2 separate regions of the Mus musculus genome follow, and region 2 is linked to region 1. A link is a contact called in public Hi-C data. All regions are on one chromosome and are shown on one strand. Each heading gives the region's core, a stretch centred on a gene start, on an enhancer-like site or on the middle of the called end of the contact. The rest is flanking DNA. Distances are from core to core; before and after follow the strand shown. Region 1 holds the start of Tbc1d1 (TBC1 domain family, member 1). Region 2 holds the start of N4bp2 (NEDD4 binding protein 2).

Evidence for each region. Hi-C and Micro-C count contacts between places; a contact is called where the count stands out from the background.
Region 2: a contact with region 1 is called in a Hi-C map of B cells, with 7 read pairs. The contact joins the promoter of N4bp2 here to the promoter of Tbc1d1 in region 1. A contact is called at or near these places in 2 of 39 promoter capture datasets (cranial neural crest and pre-B cells) and 1 of 484 Hi-C or Micro-C datasets (B cells).

Annotation. Positions count from the first base shown.
Region 1 is chr5:64,158,419-64,162,594 of GRCm38.p6, forward strand. It overlaps Tbc1d1 (TBC1 domain family, member 1), which reads left to right and starts at 1,842. Exons shown (of 22, transcript NM_001310611.1): 1 at 1,842-2,087.
Region 2 is chr5:65,761,471-65,765,646 of GRCm38.p6, forward strand. It overlaps N4bp2 (NEDD4 binding protein 2), which reads left to right and starts at 2,051. Exons shown (of 20, transcript NM_001024917.1): 1 at 2,051-2,120.

The DNA of each region.
Region 1 (4,176 bases), core at 592-3,091:
TGTAGAGATAGCTGCCTGGTGCCTGGTACATGGGCACAACACTTCCCCAGGCCAGGTCAGGGTTAGCATGGTTTCTTGCCTCTAAGGTATACATCTCTGAGCTGGAATTTGTGCGAGCTTATGGGGGAATGAACTGCTCCCCCTCCTCCCAGCACCAGCTGGAGCCTGGACTACTAGGCTACTCTACCCAGGCACTGCCTTCCTTTACCATCTGGTCTCTACTTGACTGCTAAGCCTTCCTGCACTCCAGAATCAAACGTTTTGCAGGGAGGAGGTGGCAGGGTGAGGACAAGATAAGGGAAGGAAATGGTAGATGAGGTGGCTCTGGCCCTATTCTGTAAGCATGCTCCAGAAATTCTCTGTCCCTTCTATGGTGGAGACTGCCAGGCAGGGTAGTTAAGCAATAGGTCCAAATGTGGCTGGGATGCTCCTTCAATGGCTGGCATGTCGCTTGTCTTGACGTGGTGACCTTCTGGAAGTAGCCATGGTCTGTAGGCCACAGAGCGGGAAGGACAACTTAACAATGGGGTTGAAGATAAAAGCATGAAACAGTGATAGTATGATGCTGAAGACGATAGAGTTTAGCTGGATAACCTGATCTTTTCCTGCGGAGCATTTTCCACGAACCAATCAACACTCTTTTCCTTAGACTATTCCTGGCTATATCTATTCTCATTCATTCTCTCTCTCTCTCTCTCTCTCTCTCTCTCTCTCTCTCTCTCTCTCTCTCTCTCTCTCTCTCTCGATCTGAAACTAGGAAGACAAACTATGGTGTAATAAAGAATGAACTAACCCCACATGGCAGCTACGGAGGGCTCTAGATACAATCCAAGCCACGTGCACCGCTCACTTTTCTTGGATCCCTTCTGCTCTTTGGAGTGAGTCTGCCTCTTTAACTTGCGGGAATGGTGCTTTGAGAGGTTTCTGTGGCTCTCTGGCGTGCACACAGACGCGCAGTGCGTGCGTGTGTGTGCTCCGCACGCAGAGAGGGAAAAAGCGCGCGGTCCGGGCTCTGCGTCACTCCCCGCACCTGGCCAGAGATGGGTTTAGTAGAGGCTAATCCGCGGAGGGCACTTCATCCCGGGTGTTTCTCTGAGTCCCCGATTTTGCTGCCTGGAGTGCCAGCGTCCCATCCTGCTTCGGTTCCTGGTTCCCCCCACCAGCCCCCATCCTGCCATTCGACCCCAATGCAAGAAGGATGAGGCGGGGGAAGGGCTGGTGGCTGGGTGGCCTGCGGGTACGCTGCGCAGTGATCTCCGGGTCCGTTTCGGAGGGTGCGTGCAGAGAAGCAGGATCCCTCAGGGAGCGCGGGCTCCGCTGCCACCTGCTGAGAACCTCGCACGCCAAAACAGCCTCGGGCAGGGCTACCTGCTATAAATAAGCGGTCAAGAGCCCGGTGTGTGACCACACATCCCGCCGGGAGGGCCATAATCACTTGTGAGCACGCAGGGAATATTCCGGGCCAGGACTTCGCGCTGAGGCTGGATGGGGTGGCGATGCTTGCACCTTCCCCGAGCTCTCGTGGGGTGGCGCCTGGTGGCCCCTGGGCGGGCTGAGGATGGACCGCTGGGGAGCGAGGGGAGGGAGGCCGCGGAGGACCCGCACTGCAGCAGCTGTTGCTCGCCTGTGACTCGCCAGTCTGGGCCGAGTCGCCTAGCCAGAGTCGCTTGGTGCGGAGGGGAAGGGAGGGCATCTACTCCTGTTCTTGGCTCCCGGGGGACTCACTAGGGAGATTCCGGCTGCTGTCCCCCTCCCCCGCCTCTGCTTTCCCCAGCGCTCGCCCAGCCCGGGAGGAGGAAACGCGAGCGAGCCGCGCGCAGACACCTCCTCCTCCTCCTCAGCTGCTGTCGCCGCCGCCGGCCACACCGCGGTGCCTGTTGCTGCAAGCCACCTCGGACCGACCGTCTCTTCAACCCGCAAGAGAAGCAGAGACTGTGGAGTGGACCCCCACCCCAGCAGCGTGGGGCGGCAAGAGCACAGCCAGCTGAGGACCATGGACGCCCCGCCCGCCCAGGCCATCTTCTGGGTGCCCGGGAGCACCTGCGCGCCCTAGCTCAGCCCGGAGTTCTGAGCGTGCCACCTCACTGGTAGGTTCCACCTTGGGTCCTTAGGGTGCGGGGCAACCCTCCACTTCCAGCATGCCCCTGAGCTCCCTTGCTGCAGAGAAGGCGCGGTCCCGCCACCCAAGGGCGTTGCTGCCGGGTCTCTTGGGGTGCTCTGGTGGGGGAGGGGGAAGAGGCGGGATTTCAGAGCTACCTTGTTGTCCTCTGCTTGGGGGTGGGGGGGGGGGGGAGAAACCTTGATGCTTTCTGCGCTGCGACGAAGGTGCTCAGGTCCCCTGCTCCTCCTCCTTGCATATCCCGCCCCACTCCCTCCCGCCAAATATCACCGGGGCACAAGTGTTTGTAAGGCATCCAGCTCGGACGAGGCCGGTCAGAGTGACCCCAGGCCGCCTTTTGAAAGTTCAGGGTACTTTGCAGCGGTAACTTTGGCAGCTTCTCGGTGCACGCAACATTTCTTTCTATGGGCACATCCTGTGCTGGTCATTTTGAAACCCGGCTTGATTGTTTCCTAGCAGCTTCCGGGTTGCTACGTGAGTAAGAGGCTCACTCTAACTTCACAGGTTGCTGTTCTCTTCTTTTCTAAAAGATGTGTCGTTCTGTTTGAACCCCACCTAGGTGTGGCGTTCCTGGTTGTGATTTTATTTTAAATGCCTTGTTCTCCGGAAGTTGCTTAAAAAGGAAAAGAAATTGAAAGTGATGAGTGTTTCTCTCAGCAAACATCTTCAGCGCCCTGGTACTGATGATGGCAGGCATTCACCTCCTACGTACAACCCTCCTTCGTCCTCTTAGTGGCTGCAAGCCGTTCTTCTATTTAGAGCCAGGTGTTAGAAGGGAATTTTTGAATGACCTAATTTAAATGGGTCACACCCAGGAAGCTCAGCTGTCTCTACAAGTCTAAACTTCTAAACTTTTTGCGTTGCACCTCCATGGGCAAAGATCCCTTTTAAGACCCCCTCGATGTGAAGTGGGATTCCCATGAGTTGGAGAATGGCCACACTTAGGCTTTATTGTTTGTGGAGCCTGCTCAAGGTGGGAGGGGTGGGATGGGAGAAGGAGAGGGCAGCTGTACCCAAAGGTAGGAATGTATCACTTTTCAGGGTCTCACTACCTTGCCTGAGAGCTCGCTGAGGCTAGCGAGTTCTTTTCTCTTTTCTCAGCATTCACGGTGCCCCCCTTCTGCAGAGTCAGTTCCTCCCTGGGAACCCTGAGGACTTTCTTAAGGAACCAGGAAGAGGCATGAAAAGTACATAAACGGGTGGGTGCTTTGCAAAACTCTTAGCAATGGGAAGCTGAGCCTCTGATGTGCCTGTCTTTAATGTTCGTTCCTATCAAGTTAAAGGGACCAACTCTCTTAAGTTTATCTGTAAGAAACCATTGATGTGCCGTGAGCTCTACTGTGTGGTAGATGCTGCAGTGAGTTAGCTGGTACCCCATAAAAGGCTGCATGTATGAACTAATGACCAAGGGACCAAATGTGGTGCAATGGACAGTCTGAAACCAGCAGAGGACCATTAAAAGGGATGCTTTTGGGGGGGGGTGTGGATTTGTTCAGTCATTTACAAACCCATAGAAAAGGGGAAAAGCTTTGGTGTAGTTATGACTTATTAATACCAAAGGAGAGCTTTGCAGTGGGCCTCCCTGACACAACCTACCCTTATCTGTCCCAGGAGAGCTCGAGGGTTCCCTGATAACCCTTCTAATGTATAAGAGCCTTCTAACATACAAGTCCCAGTACCCGAGGAAACCTGGAGGCGATGGATGGGTGTCTGGAGGAACACTGACTGCCCCCCTAGCCCTTCACTACCTAGCCTTTGTTAATCTCTGATCCTTCATTCCTGGAAGACCTGGACTAAGAAGGCCCCAGCCGAGGTGCAGAGCCAGGTGTTGGTGGGAGCTACTTTGTGACCCATTATTTTCTAGGGTGTGCCCCTAGAGAAGGACTAACTGATGCCCCTCCTTCCAACAGCTATTTGATAGACTAAGGGACAGGAGGACAAGAAGGATGCTTGCAGGGTGCTGTTTCAAATGTGCTTCTCTTAAATCAGCAAATGAAAACTTCCAGAATTGCCCCCATCCCAGTAGGCCCCAGTGCCCAAAGTTTCTCTAGTCTCAA
Region 2 (4,176 bases), core at 801-3,300, 1.6 Mb after region 1:
CATAGCACACTGCTTCTTTTGTACAAGTTTCTGAATTTGGCAGTGAGGAATACAAGGCTGAGCAGGAAACAACCTATCTTCCAGGAGTTGGTAATCCAGTAAGAGATCATACATCTGTAAAATCTAGAATTAAGCAGAGGGAAATAAAGGTGCCATACATTACTTTTTGTGGCAATGAAATCATACTTAGGCTCCAAATGCAAATATAAACAAACAGCTTTATAATTTATACAATAAATATGTTCCAAATGTTCTGAAAACATTTACAAATCTCTAGTTCCTTTAAGGGCCAGTTTTTTAACTAAAATTTGAGTAGTCACCTCATTATTAAAAGTATTAGCTGGTAGCATTTTGCCATTCTACATATTCATCTGGTATTTTAAATACTACTTTCACACAATTAATTATAACCAATTATACTCTAGTCAACTGGAAGACTGCAGAGGTGGAGTTGCACCCCTGAGAAGTAGCACCCCTGTCTGGAGACTCAGTAATTCAGACTCTTACATGTCTCCTTTGAAACTACAGGACCTAAGCTGGAGAGAGAATGAATGTGATAAACAATCCATTTATTCCAATGCTGTCTCCTCCTTTGAAAGATGTGTTGTACTTTTCCTATTGGCTTAGAATGTGAGCCAATAAGGAAAGAGGAGTCCTTGGAAGTATTCATAAAGCAAGCCTGGCATTGTGCACACTGGTAAAGATGGCTTTGTTCTTTACATCTGTGAGAATTTTATGGGTTTGATACTTTTCTTTTGACATAGTAAGCAAAAGTAATTCAGATTGGGTGGTGCTGTCCCTTGAAATATATTTTCTAATGTTTAAGAATTCCCCCCTTTTATTATTTGGACTTAAGATGTGATAAATCCTTAACAGATGTTCAAAAGAAATTCAAGAACTTAAATACAAGTTTTTATTATCACGTTGAACATATTTCAGATGAACAAAATTAATATAAATTTGCTAGGTTTGTTTGAAGTCTATAATTACTAAGTTTCTTTCATTTCAAAAGTGGCATATATTACAGTTATTAGGCTCCTAATAGCTGCTTAGAAACAGATTAATGTTAGGTTCTCAGCAGTAGCTACTTACGCTCGGGATTGTAGACTATTAAATTTCTTTTGTTTACCATATTTAGAATAAGCCTTAATAAAGATGTTTGTATAGTATATATTTTTAAACACTGAAACTCAAGAGATCTCTAAAAAGACAAAGAAAATAAAAAACACATCCATTCATATTCTTTTCTGTGTGGGAGATTTCATTAGAACATTTATTTGCTTAAGTACACTAGTTTCTTTGCTTAAATACACCAGTTTCTAGAAAAAACCCCACTAGACCATTTGCTCATTGAGTGTGAGAATGTTCAAGCCAGATCTAAAGGGATTTTTTTCACTTGTATTCTTTCCAAATCTACATTCAGTTTAAATAATTGCCATAACAATTGACAGATAATCTGTCTCTCTGATGTGGATGAATATCAAGAGGTTATTTTACTACGGGGGGGGGGGGCAGTGAAAAATACAAAGTAATTGCAAAGAGAGAGGAAAGTCCAGGAGAAAACAGACACAAAAACAAAAAGAACAAAACTAAAAACTCCGAAACGACCAGTAGCATCATTAATCAGAAGGCTAGAGAGAGACACACACTTTTGTACTCTGATCGTTTCATGTCAGGACAGAACAAATTAAGCAAGGAAGTCAGAGTCCAACAAGGAAAAACATGGAGCGGGCTTAGGGGACGGGCTAATCATCCAGGATCGTTAACAGGGAAAGGGAACACTGTTGCTTTTTCTTGGCACCTGAAAACTCCAGCTCCACACTGGCAAAGGCCGCAGCTCTTTTGGGCTCAGGCCAGCGGGTTCCGACCGCACGTTGGCGGCGCGGGCTGGATCCCGGCAGCCTCCGTCCCGGTTGCTGGGGCCGCGGGGCCCTTTGTTCCCGCGGGGCGCCGCCGCCCGTCCGCCCCGAGTGAGCGGGCCCCCGTGGGGGACAGCGCGGGGCCCATCGCCTCGCCCCGCCGACCTCGCAGCTGCAGTCCCGCCCGCCCCAGCTCCTAGTTCCTCCCTCGCTGCCCAGGGCCAGAACGACCTTGTTTTGCTTTTCGGGCTCGGGAGAGAGGTGAGGGTTAGACCCGGCCGCGGCTCACCGGGGCGCTTACACGGGCAGCAGTAGGGGGGGTCCCAGCGCCTGCCTTTCCCCGGAGCCCTCGGGGGACAGCGGCGGGCCGCAAGCTTCCGGGAGAGCCTCGGGGGGCCCCGCGGGTCCCGGGCTGCGCCTCCCGCCAGGCCCGGGACTCACTTCTCGTAACGGAGCCAGCGAGGCGCCAGCACCGGTGGGCTCGGGTCTCCGGGCCGGCGCCGTGGCGGGCGCGGGCCGACGCATCCTGGAGAGCCCGGGGTGGGTGGGTGGGGGGTGTGCGGAGCAGCAGAGGTCGCGGCCCCGGGGCGGGGGCGGAGATCCACCTGGCTACGTGGCAGCCATTGCGGCGGCCGCGAGACCCCTCCCCACGCGGCCGCCCACCCGCCCTCTCGCGGCGGGCTCCTGCGCGGCTGCTCTTCCCCGGTCGGACGGAGAGCGGCAGTGTGTCCTCGCTCCGCACGCTCGCTGCGTCTCCCCCACCCCCGCCCCGCGGACACAGCTGCTCGCCAGCCCCGCGCCGCGCCGCGCCGCGCCGGAGAGCGTAGTGGCTGGCGGCGGCGGGAAAGGGTTGCGGACCCGCGGCGCTTACTCGACGACACGGCCCGGGGGCTTCGACGCCCCGCTCCCGCAGCAGGTAAAGGCGGAGGTTGGCGAGGCGGGCGGCGGGACTCGGGGAGGAAAAGAGCGGGAGGGGATCCCGGGAGCGCGGAGTCCCAGAGGAGGAGGGCCCGAGGCGGGCGGCGAGCGAGAGACGCGGCAACCCCGGGCAGGCACGGGCCGGGCGGGCGGGCGGGCGGAAGGGGAGTGAGGCGTCGCGGGAGGCGGGCCCTGGCGCGGGGCCCGAGGCCGAGCGAAGGCGGGCGCCGCGGCAGCTTCCCCGGCAGCTCCTCCAGCGCCTGGCGGGCCTCCAGGCCCCGACACACCCCTCCCGCCCCCGGATTCTCCGGGTGCCTTCCCGCCCCGACTTGACCTCGCGCCCCTGCGAGCGCCCCGCCGTTTTCCCAGGCCGAGCCTTGTGGGAACTTGGGCCGCCTGCCCGGGCTGGTAGTGCCCGTAGAGCTGTTTATTTACTCACTTCCAAACCACACGCACGCACGCTCGCTCGCAAGCTCACTCCACACCGGCAGGCTGGCCTCCCTCCGGGCGGGTGCGCCCGCGACCCTCACCCCTTCCCATCCGTAACTTTCCCTCTCGCTCTCCGAAAACCGGGCTTCGAGAGACGGAGTCAGACCGCGGGGCAGTTTATCCCGCTCGCGCTTTTGGTTACAACACTTTCTTTATTCCTGCCCCAAAAAGAGAGCGGGAAGAATTTTTTTTTTAACTCGATGCCAGCCAGATCGGAGGCAGGGCCCGCTGGCTTTAGGGAATCCTTCCGCACATGTCTTTAGGAGTGGGAGGTGGCCTTGCTGTACCGACAGGTTTGTACACACTCTTGCCATGCAGTGGTTGTAACGTCTCCATAGCACAGGTCTGGCTTGCGAAGGATTGGCTGCTTTTTCTACTCGGTGTCTCCGAGCCAATCAAGAAGCGCGGCTTGCCTGGAGACTGGTTAACTCAGAAAAGGTGGGGATTGGTTGAGCCTCCGAGGGGGGGAAAAAAAATCCCGGAGATAACCTGGCCTTTCAGAAAACAATGACTGATTTGCAGCTGCCTCTCCGCCCCCAGTTAATTTATTTCTTTTTAATACAGTACCCTTCGATAGCACCATTCGCCTTTTCTTTCCTTAAAAAAAAAAATCACTTCTACGGTTGGCCTTCAAATTAGCTCTCAGATGCAACTCGTTCGAACTCCAGTGGTTCAGTTTTCACAAAAATAATTTTTACGAAACATAACAATGCGTTTTTGTGTGTTGATAAGTGTGGTTCAGTTTTCTTTCAGCCGATTTTTGTTTTGTTTTGTTTTGGTTAAAGGTCAGTCAATTTTCAGTTACTATGCCAACGTATTATTTAAATGTTCTGCGGAGATGGGGGTGTGTGTGTGCTACATGGTGGAGGTATTGGGAAGAATTAGAAAGAAATGGCTGCTGCTCTTCTGC